2 separate regions of the Callithrix jacchus genome follow, and region 1 is linked to region 2. A link is a contact called in public Hi-C data. All regions are on one chromosome and are shown on one strand. Each heading gives the region's core, a stretch centred on a gene start, on an enhancer-like site or on the middle of the called end of the contact. The rest is flanking DNA. Distances are from core to core; before and after follow the strand shown. Region 1 overlaps RAB17 (RAB17, member RAS oncogene family). Region 2 has its middle 62 kb from the start of COPS8.

Region 1 (4,960 bases), core at 1,958-4,457, 420 kb before region 2:
TTACAGGCGTGAGCCACTGCACCCAACCCAAACACACAACTTTCTATCTGAATTTCTCTTTTGGTCAAAGATTTCTTTCTGGTCTTTCCTGGAAAACTTGGGCCCAGGGACAATGACAGTTCAAGGCCAGTGGTGGAGAAGCAGGCACAGGGTGGCCGGCGGAGGGAAGGGCAGGGTGGCGGCTGCAGGGTGGGCTCGGCCTGAATGAGAAACAATCCAGTTCCTCAGCAGAGCTCCCTTCCCCAGTCGGCTCCCAGAAGGGGGCTCTGTGCAGATGGAGCCCCCTCACCCGAGTTCTGTCAGGTGGAGGCGGCGGTCACCCAGCTGTCGCTGTTGTCTCTCTTCCATGGCATCTTACCTCCCACCATATTTAGGACGAAGACCACGTAAGCAGCTGCAGAGAAGTGGCTGGCGGGGAGGCCCCACACACACTAGAGGCTGGTGCAGGGGCAGACCTGACTCAGGGCTTAGGCTGACCTCCATGCCTCCCAAAGAGAAAGGCCCCAGCTTCGATGGAGGCTGTGGAGAGATGGAGAAGTGGGGTGAAGAATTTGGAGAATCTGTGGGGAGAGCAAAGGGAGCAAAGGGAGGCAGCCTCAGTCTGAGCCCTTGTTACAAGGCTGGGTGGGGAGGAGAGGAGCCTGGCAGCAGAGCTGTGTCCTCTGAGAGTGACTAGATGGGCTGGGTGCTTGGGCAGGCACAAAAACATGGGCGTGAGGTAAAGTTCTGGAGGGCCAGTGGGCAGCCAGGGTGGGTTTGGAGCGTCTGCCTGGGGAGCTGGCTGAGGAGCAGCTGGCTCAGGCTCTCTGGGTCTGGGTAGGAGGAGTGCATGCACAACTGTGGATGGTGCCAGGGCTGTGGGCATGGCTGGCCATGCCTGCTGCCAGCTCCATGTCTGGCAGGACAGTCAGGAGCCTGAGCTGTGCCCCCAGGATCTGCCACAGGCTCCTCTTCCAGGGAGAGTCATGGAGGCTAGGGGAAGGTCCTGCCCACAGGGGCCCCCATTCCTCGGCCACCCCTGACTCCTGGGCGAGACAGTGACCTTCCCACGAATGCTTCTCTCCTGGCCTCCCACTGCAGGCCTGCTGTCTTCCAGTTTGCCCTTGCTCTGGGACAGCCTTTCCTCCCTATAGGAGGGAGACCCATGTTGGAAAATGAGGGCTCCCCAGAGGAAGGGCCCAGGTGGGCGCCGTCCAGGGGCCTCCCTCTGCCTCTCATGTTTCCTGGGTTCTCAGTTGGTTCTCTGCCCAGCATTGGAGCCCACGGTTGCCCACAGCCATGGTGGGAGGGGAGCCTCATGGTGGGAGTGTGGCTTCCCAGGCCCTGCAGGAGGAGGAAGGCTGCCGCCAGCCAGCTAGAGGAAGAGCCTCTTCCAGGGATCACACTCTGCCCCTCCTGGTCCTGGCTGCTCAGGAGTGCCAAGAAATGCGACCTGGACGCGAGGCATGCAGGAGTGCAGTCTGCACCACCTCGACTTTCTTGGGTCTTGCTGTTGGGAGTGAAACAGGTGTTCTTAGGAAACTCTCTTATAAACAACACTGGATTTTGTGGCTGTTTGTTTCAGGAAGGGAAGGAGTTTGCTGACAGCCACAAGTTGCTGTTCATGGAAACTTCAGCTAAACTGAACCATCAGGTGTCGGAGGTGTTCAGTGCCGTGGGTGAGTGATCTCCCCACGGGCTAGACAAGGTGGAGGGTGCTCGTCCCTGACCGACTTCCCTGGGTCCCCTTTGCTGGTGATGCAAGATCCCATAGAATGTCTCTAGGGACTGTACGGTGACCAGGAAGGGCAGGAAGCCCTCGTTCTATGGTTCTTTGGTTCTATGGGTCCCTGGCTGCTGAGCTGCACGTAGGAGGAATGGGTCCCTGGCTGCTGGGCTGCAGGGCTGTGCTGGGCGGGGGGACTTCCCTCCCTAACCGGCCCCCGCCTCTTGCCATTTACAGCTCGAGAGCTACTGCAGAGAGACAACAGGGAGGGTCAGGCTCCACGGGGGGACGCAGATGTGGCTCTGAATGAGAGGCCAGCGCAGCAGGCCAAATGCTGTGGACAGTAGGTGCAGCCTCCCCTGGGGGCTGTGGGAAGATGCCCCCAGCCTGGGCCATGGCCGCCTCTGCATAGTTCTGATTCACTGTTGGCGCTGGGTTGCTCCCAAGCCCTAGAGGTTTCTGGAAGTTGGCCCCCTTTATAAAAACCACTTCCCACAGCCAGTGGGAACCGCCAGGGGAGGAGCTGGTGTCACATGACTCCCAGAGGGTGCTGTGTCCCGTCCCCACCCACACCATCTGATTCCCGGATACCTATGCCGGCCCCGCCTGGACGGTGGCCCCCTCAGCCAGGCGGCCTCTGGCCACAGAGGAAGCAAGGATTGGAAAAGTCCCTGGAGCACAGCGACGGTGGAAAGATGCCTCTCACCTGATCTGGGTGGGGGTGCTGGCCTGGAGCCTGGGCTCACCTGCTTCTGGAGGTGCGGGGAGCAGGCCCGGATGGAGGTGGCAGTGCCAGGAAGAAGCACAGCGATAACCGAGCATGGGGTGGGTCCAGGACTAACGCCTCTGGGAAGGGCAGCTGGGGGCAGTGGCTTTGGTTCCCTCCCATGCTCTCCTGGCTGGAAATGTGGCGAAGCTGAGTTTCTATCCAAAGAGTAGGAAGATTCGTTTAACCTGAGATGTAAGTTGTACTGCACATGCATTTTTTTTTTTTCCCAAAAATTAAATTGCTTTTGACAATATGGCTTTTGGAAGTTTTCTAGTACAAGGCAGGGCCCCGAGCCTGATGGATTGTTGTAGATATTTCTGTCTGTATTCTGGGAGGCTCCTGTGAAGTAAATGAGGAAGCAGACCCATGTGCAGGCTGTGACTAACGTGGGCCTGGCCCCCCTCTCTGGATGGGACGCATTCCCAGATGGCGACACTCCATCCTGACTGCCTGCCTTTGCAGAGAAACCTATGTCTTAGTCTGTTTTTGTGTTGCTATAAAGGGATACTTGGGGCTGGGTGATTTATAAGGAAAGAGGCTTACTGGGCTCGTCGTTCTGCAGGTGGCAAAGACCGCATGGGGCCAATGTGCATCCTGGTGCGGCCCCAGGCTGCTTCCACTTCTGGCGGAAGGCAATGAAAGCTGGTGTGCAGAGGTCACACGGGGAGAGGAAGTAAGAGAGTGTAGGGGGAGTTCCCACTCTTTTCAACAACCAGCTCTGGGGAGGCTCTTATAGGCGCTGCTGGAGTAAGCTCACTCATTACAGCTAGGGCGGCACCAAGCGGTTTACGAGGGACCCACCCCATGAGCCAGCACCTCCCATCAGGCCCCGCCTCTCACACTGGGGGTCAGATTTCTTCCTTCCTCCTTTTTCTTCTTCCTCTCTTCCCCTTCTTTCTGCTGTCTTCATTCCTACTCCTCTTCTTCTTTCTTCACCTTTCTTCTTCTTTTTAGAGATGGAGTCTGACTGTCACCCAGGCTGGAGTGCAATGGCATGATCTCAGCTCACTGCAATCTCTGCCTCCCAGGTTTGAGCGATTCTCCTGCCTCAGCCTCCTGAGTAGCTGGGACTACAGGCATGCGCCACCATAGCCACCTAATTTTTGTATTTTTTAGTAACAATCGGGTTTCACCATGTTGGCCCAGCTGGTCTCCACCTCCTGGCCTCAGGTGACTCACCTGCCTCCACCTCGGAAAGTGCTGGGATTACAGGTGTGAGCCACCACATCTGGTCCTGGGGTCAGATTTCAACATGAGGTTTGGAAGGGACAAATATCCAAACGGCAGCAACCCAGCCCCTGTTTGGGAAGAAAAACCCCACAAAATGTTTTCCTGTTGGGTCTCTTTCTGGACACTGCTGGGGCAAGGTTATTTCAAGTATTTTTGGAAGGTGATGTTGGTTTTCATCCTTGCCCTTGGGACTCTGATAAGCAGGTGTGAGTTTTAAACAAGACGTTGTTATCCACCTGGAAAACGTGGCATCATTATTGGCTGCTGTAAGGATCAAGGCAGCAGAAAGCAAAGTGCCTTCCATTTGATGCTGAGCTTCAAGGGGAAAGGGCTCTGTGCCTGGAGCTTCCCTGGCTCCACCAGGCTTCCCTCTGCTCTCGTTCACTTGGCATAGAGATGCCAGGCTGTGACCTTCAGTGGGGTCCAGACCATGGGGAGCCCTGCCAGGGGGCCAGGGAGAGGACACAGAGACCTCAGAGAGGGTGCGGGGCACAGCCCCTCCTGGCCAGCCTGCGTTTCTCAGCGTGCAAACCACAGTTTCATAACAGTTCCTCCCTCATGATCCCTGGCCTCGTTATCCTAACAGGAGGAGCCACCTGGATCCACTGGGCCCCTGGAAGATCCATCTTTCAATCTTGGGGACAAGGAGCCTCTTGGGTCTCCCTTGGAGTGTGGTTTTCTGGGGCTAGTGTGACTGAAATGACCTTCTCACGTGAACTTTACTAGACAAATGCAGACCAGATTTCACATACCTCTCTCATGAGCTCCAAGAAAAGCTAAAGGATGAAAACAGTAGCTTCTGAGAGCACTTGTTCCCTTGGTTTTCACGAGCACTGTCCTCACGATTTCACAGGTGAAATCCGACTCTGTTATTGCTATGCACATTGCAATTTACAGGTGCTAATAAAGTTGGACCATTTTCCATGCAAGGATTCCCTCGCCGATGAAGAACATGAAGTGTGAGTCCCCAGTGTGCTAGGCTGTGTCCTCGTGCCCCTGTGTCAGCGGGCCCTGAGCTGGGGTGGGGACCCACCTTGGGGGCGGCAGGAGGCTGGGGTTGCCCGTGGCCACCAGACGGCGCTCCAGCATTGCGTAAGGCCGGCCCCACGGTCCTAGGGTCCTGAGTGCTTGCTCTGCCAAAGAGCAAAACGGGGGGGGCCCTCAGAGGAACTGCAGAAGAGTGGCCGGATGATGCTGACGGGGAGAAACACCAGGGGGGTTTGTAGGGTGCCTGGATGCCTGACTGCGTGTTTCCC
Region 2 (5,202 bases), core at 796-3,295:
GTCTGAGCCTCTGAGAGGACGCTGCAGCCGTACCCGCTGTGGGGCTCACTCAGGGGCCTCTTGTGAGGGTAGACCGTGTCAACCTAAAAGGAAGAGGTCAGGCATAAAACGTCACTGAGAGTTGACTTGAGCCAAAGTGGCGACAGCTGCCTGGGAAACTCAATCCCAAGTGACCTTGGATGTGACCTTGGATGTGAACTTTGCTAGGACTTTGTCACAAGAAGGTTTTTAAAGGCAAAAGGTGGGGGGTGGGGGCAGGACGTGGCCTGATACCAAGTCCTTTGTCTGAGGTTGTCATTGGCTTACGTCCATGAGTGACTGGCTACCCACTGCTCAGCCACGGGTGTAAGTTACAGTGTCCGGTGCAGCACTATTGGGTTAATGTGTAGCCACCTGTGGCAGCAGGAAGCAGTTCCAAGGGGAAGACACAGCTCGAAGCGGGGAGCAGGACATGATTGCTGTCTCATCTCAACGTCTCTCTGGGTCTGATAATTTAAGAGGACTCTTACTCCTCAGATAAAAGTTCTTTTCTTTTCCCATTCACTTCCCATGTTTAATTGAAGGAATGCTGTGAGGATGATTTATTCTCCCAATCCTCAATTACAATTTTATTATCTTCAGGTAGACTTTCCAAAAGTCTAGATTTCTAGATTTAAGAGTCATCTTTCAATCCATGTTTACTTACATGGATAATATTGTAAATGCTGTTTTGAATGCAAAAGATACTGCGTACATGCTATGTCCACTGGGGTGCTAATAAATGTTTCATAACCTGCTCTTCAGGAAAAATGGAGAAAAAGACCCACCTGATGTTTAGTGTTTGCCAATTTCCATAGTGTAAATACTTCCACTGCAGCTGATTTTAAGCTACCAACCTGTATCATTGACACGAGTTGGGAAGAGACACACTGTATCACACCATTATATAGTACTTCACTGTTCAGATTCAATACATAAAAAATAGACAGGGATGTGTCCTGAGAAATGTATTTTAGGCAATTCCATCATTGTGTGAACACTAGAGTGTACTTACACAAACCTATGTGCTGTAGCCCAGGGTCTGCAACCCTCAGGCTGGTACCAGTCCTTTGGTCTGTTAAAAACTGGGCCACACAGCAGGAGGTAGGCAGCGGGTGAGGGAGCATTACCTCCTGAGCTCCACCACCTGTCAGGTCAGTGGCAGCATTAGATTCTCATAAGAGCATGAACTCTCTGTGAACTGTGCATGCAAGAAACCTAGGTTGTGTGCTCCTTATGATGCCTGATGATCTGAGCTGGGACAGCTGAGTGGGCGCTTGGCCAGCTCAATGCTAAGTGTGTGTGCTTCTGAACATATCTAAACATAGAAAGAGTACTATAAAAATATGGTCGAAAAGATAAAACATGGTATACACTGACCCTGAATGGAGCTTGCTGGACTGGACACTGCCCTGGCTGGGCCAGCGAGTGAGTGCTTAGTGAATGGGAAGGCCTGAGCCATGACCGGGCAGTACTGCAGACTTTAACCACTGGACATTTGGGTGAAATCAATGTTTTAAAATACAGTAATTGTGCTACAGTGTTACCGTGGCTCTGATGTCAGTAGGCAGTAGAAATGTTTCAGCTCTACTATCATCTACGAAACCACCTCCGTAAATGCAAATGCGGTCGGTCTCTCTGTGGCACATGACTGGGAATTCTGCCAAGTCAAGCAAGAAACAGCCCCGTGGAAAAGCAGAGCATGGTGTGAGAGTGTGCTTATGCCAAGGCAGCTGGGCGCTCTCTGCCACAGGTGCGGGCAGCCTTGGAGGGTTAGAGGAGGGAGGGATGTCAGAATCCAGCTGGACTGCGGATGCTGGAGTCACCAGCCCTCCATTCAGATGCTGGCGCTGTGGCTCAGTCACTGAGTGGTTATGGCCCACTCACGTATCCTTGGTGATCCTCAGTCTCTTCACCTGTAAAGTGGGGATAGTGAGTGTACCCATCGCTGAGGGCTGTTGTAGGACCGGAGGTGACAAGGTGTGCAAAGTACAGGCACAGGCCTGGCAGTGGGTCATGAGGGAGGTGGCATCTTTCCCTCTCTAAGGAGGGCACAGAGTCTTGGGATGCTACAGAGCCTGTTCGAGCTTGGAGAAATCTTACTCTGCTGCCCTGGGCTCAGTGGGCATTTAGCCCCTCTGTTGCATTCAGGGGGGACAGCACTAGCATCTCTGTGGCCTTTGCCACCCGAAGAAGCTGGGACATGTGCAGCAGATGGCCGTTTGGGAACAGTGCTGGGTGAGCTGGGTTTGCCATGCCTCATGTGACCCTGCTTAAAAGCGTGGACTCCGAGGGTAGAGCCCTGGAAGCTGATGGATGAGTGGCTAGGCCAGAGCTTCGACCTTGCTTCCTTCATGTGTGAAATGGGTCTGCCAGGCGCCTTCTTCTCGGGGCTGTGCTGAGGCCCAGGAGTTCCTCCGTGTCCCTGACTTGCAGGGACCTCGTCCCGGAGCTGTGCTCAATCAGCCTTCTTCAGTGTTACCAGCAGCAGGAAAGCTGTCATCTCACTGCAGGCACAGGGAGCCCTTGGCCACAGTCTGAGAAACGTCCTGGGGGAAGAGAGGACTGGAGAAACTGAACGTCCAGTGAGAAACTGTTCCCTGGTCAGAAATGGGAAAAACAGCTCTGGCAGCACAGGCTGTGACTCACCGGCGTGTGCCCCCACACTGCAGCTGGGCCAGCGTGGGGCCGGCCTGATTCATGTTTTCCGTGGTTATCCGGGGAAATGGAAACCGTCTGGATGTGGCGCCCACTTGCACGCTGGCGCTCACGCTGCGCTGATCAGCTTGGAAGTGAGGAAGGGCCTCCTCCCAGCCTCCTTCCCTACCTGCAGCCACAGAGCCTGGAGTGGGGAGGTGGCTGCCTTCACACCCCAGACCCACTGGCCCAGGGCATGCTTCCCCAAAGGAAGCAAAACAAATACCCGGTTCCCTGTCTGTGGGCAGGGACAGGGGACACATTTAGGTCTTTGTTTGTGGTTCCCTTGAGCAGCTCCCTCTGTACACACCTGCGTGCGTGGGCTTGATTATTGATGGACAGCAGCCCCTCAGTGAGCCATCCTCTGGTCCATGTGGTAAGGACCGTCAGGAGTCTGCTCTAATGACATTCGAATTTAATGAAAGCGGGAGGGAGGGGGCATTACAGTGCTGTGCTTGTGAAGTCACGAAGTGTCTTTTATCTTTGGAAAATTGTTCTCTGGGACATGCAGCTGATTGCTAAAGTTTTCATTTTTCTGTGTATACAGATGTACACAGACCTTTCCAGTTCAGTTCCAGTTAAGCCCTAACCTGCACTAGAAAAAAATAAAATGTGTGTCCATGGGCTAAAGAAGTTTCTTAGTGAAACCTGAAGCCACGTCAGAGCTGCTTTTCTGATTAGCGTCTGGGGCCGTATTACCTGGGCTTGTGTTCTGATCCCCTGGGCCAGCTGTGTGGCCTTAGGGAACTTCTTTGCTTCTCTGGGCCTCAGTTTCCTTCATGGCAAAATGGGGAGGGGAATGATGCCTCCTGAAGCTGCTGGAAAGACTGAATGAGACAGTCCTCTGAAAGTTCTTCACAGGAGCTGTCCTAGGGTAAAGGCAGAGGAAACGCTACCTGCCCCCTGCAAACCCACTGCCGTTGAGCCCTGGAGGGACTTTCTCACCTGTGCTGGCTGTGAGGCAGCCTGTGTGCTACCCCCTCCAAAAGCCACACAGTGAGTTTGATTTTTGAACTGCATTGCTCATTCCTGAGGGGAAACACAGAGGCTAAGCAATGTGTGTGAAGCACCTCCTGCTAAGGCAGGTTGTGAAGCGCCCATCGCCATAAGAAACTTCCAGCATGAGCCCTGTCTTTGTGCATGGCCTGAGCTCTTCATGTCATACTTCCTGGCTGCACTGTTGGCCTCTGGTCAACCCCAGGATAGAGCTCCTCATACCTCCTCCCTCTGCTAACTCCCTCTGCTAACTCCCTCAGGCTGGCCCCCTCCCGAGGAAGGAGATCCTCCTGTTTCACTTGCCACTTCCTCATGACCTTGAGCAGGCAGCCTCTCTTGCTAGGATCCCAGGGTCTGGGTTTATGGAAAAGGCAGATGAAGACTCTGATGCGCATGTCGAGCGGCTGGAACAGAGGGTGGGTCTGCCAGTTCCATTGTCTGGGGCCCCTGTGTGGAGAACAGAACCCAGGGACACATGTTTGGCAGCTACTGGAGGGAGGACAGATCTGAGGGGCTGAGGTGGAGAGGCGGGATGTGAGCAGATGTAGGGAGGAGCCAGGACCTGGGGCAGGGTGAAGCTGGGAAGACCGAGTTCCTGAGAAAGTGGTCAACACCATGCACAGCAGAGAAGTCGCCGTAAGAAATTGCAACGAAAATGTGGAATTTGCAATTAGGAGGCATGAAGAAAAGGAGCTTCAGTGTGTGGAATTGTGGGGTTGAAAGTTAGAGTCCATAAATGGCAGAAGCAGAGGCAAGGGTGCCCTGCTCCTTCTAGAAATCTGGTGGCAGAGGGAAGGAAGAAAAGAGATAGCAATTTTGAAGTCAGGTGCAGGGGCAAGTGCCTGTAATCCAAACTATATGGGAGGCTGAGGCTGAAGGATCGCTTGAGCCCAAGTGTTTGAGTCCAGCCTGGACAATGTAGTGAGACCCCATCTCTTTAAGGTAGTAATTCTGAGTCCAGGGTCCAGGGTTTTCTTTGTTTGTTTTGGGTGGTGGGAGACTGAGCATTTTGGAAATTTGGTGGAAAGAACCAGGTGAGAAAGGGGCTAACTGACCCAGTAGGGACCAGGTCCAATCCTTTATTTAAGCACGGCTTATAATTAGTGCAGCTGCTCTGAGGACTAGAAAATCCCTCTTCAGCAAAGAACTTGCATGTCAGAAGGGGATTTGCCACTGCAAGGGAAAAGGAAATCAGACCAATATAGGCTTTTCCTGAGAGGAGCCTTCATGCGGAGACCCTGGCCCTTTAAAGTTTGAAATACATGTCCCCATATCCTCGGCACCTTTTTCTAGCTGCCACAACAAGCCAGCCTCGGCCACCTCCCTGTGTTTCAATGATGCCATCGTGTGGAAGGCAAAGGGAACAGCAAGTACGAGACCCCTTTCATTCAAGGGAATCCATTCCCTCCTGAACACTACACTAACCACCTTGCCTCACATTCGTATGTCTCCAAAGAACTTGCACATTTTTTTTCATTTGATCATTACAAT

The links. Hi-C and Micro-C count contacts between places; a contact is called where the count stands out from the background.
Region 1: a contact with region 2 is called in a Hi-C map of induced pluripotent stem cells, with 5 times the contacts expected there. The contact joins two enhancer-like sites. A contact is called at or near these places in 2 of 3 Hi-C or Micro-C datasets (induced pluripotent stem cells and skeletal muscle).

Annotation. Positions count from the first base shown.
Region 1 is chr6:158,870,603-158,875,562 of calJac240_pri, reverse strand. It overlaps RAB17 (RAB17, member RAS oncogene family), which reads left to right. Exons shown (of 6, transcript XM_078328900.1): 5 at 1,565-1,658; 6 at 3,429-4,960. The coding sequence ends at 3,472. Among named protein-coding and RNA genes, the nearest start is that of PRLH, 8.9 kb to the right of the region's middle. Within about 2 kb of position 3,207, at least 3 of the 16 cell types and tissues checked have an H3K27ac peak or open chromatin away from gene starts, as enhancers often do.
Region 2 is chr6:158,450,289-158,455,490 of calJac240_pri, reverse strand. No RefSeq gene overlaps it. Among named protein-coding and RNA genes, the nearest start is that of COPS8, 62 kb to the right of the region's middle. Within about 2 kb of position 2,045, at least 7 of the 16 cell types and tissues checked have an H3K27ac peak or open chromatin away from gene starts, as enhancers often do.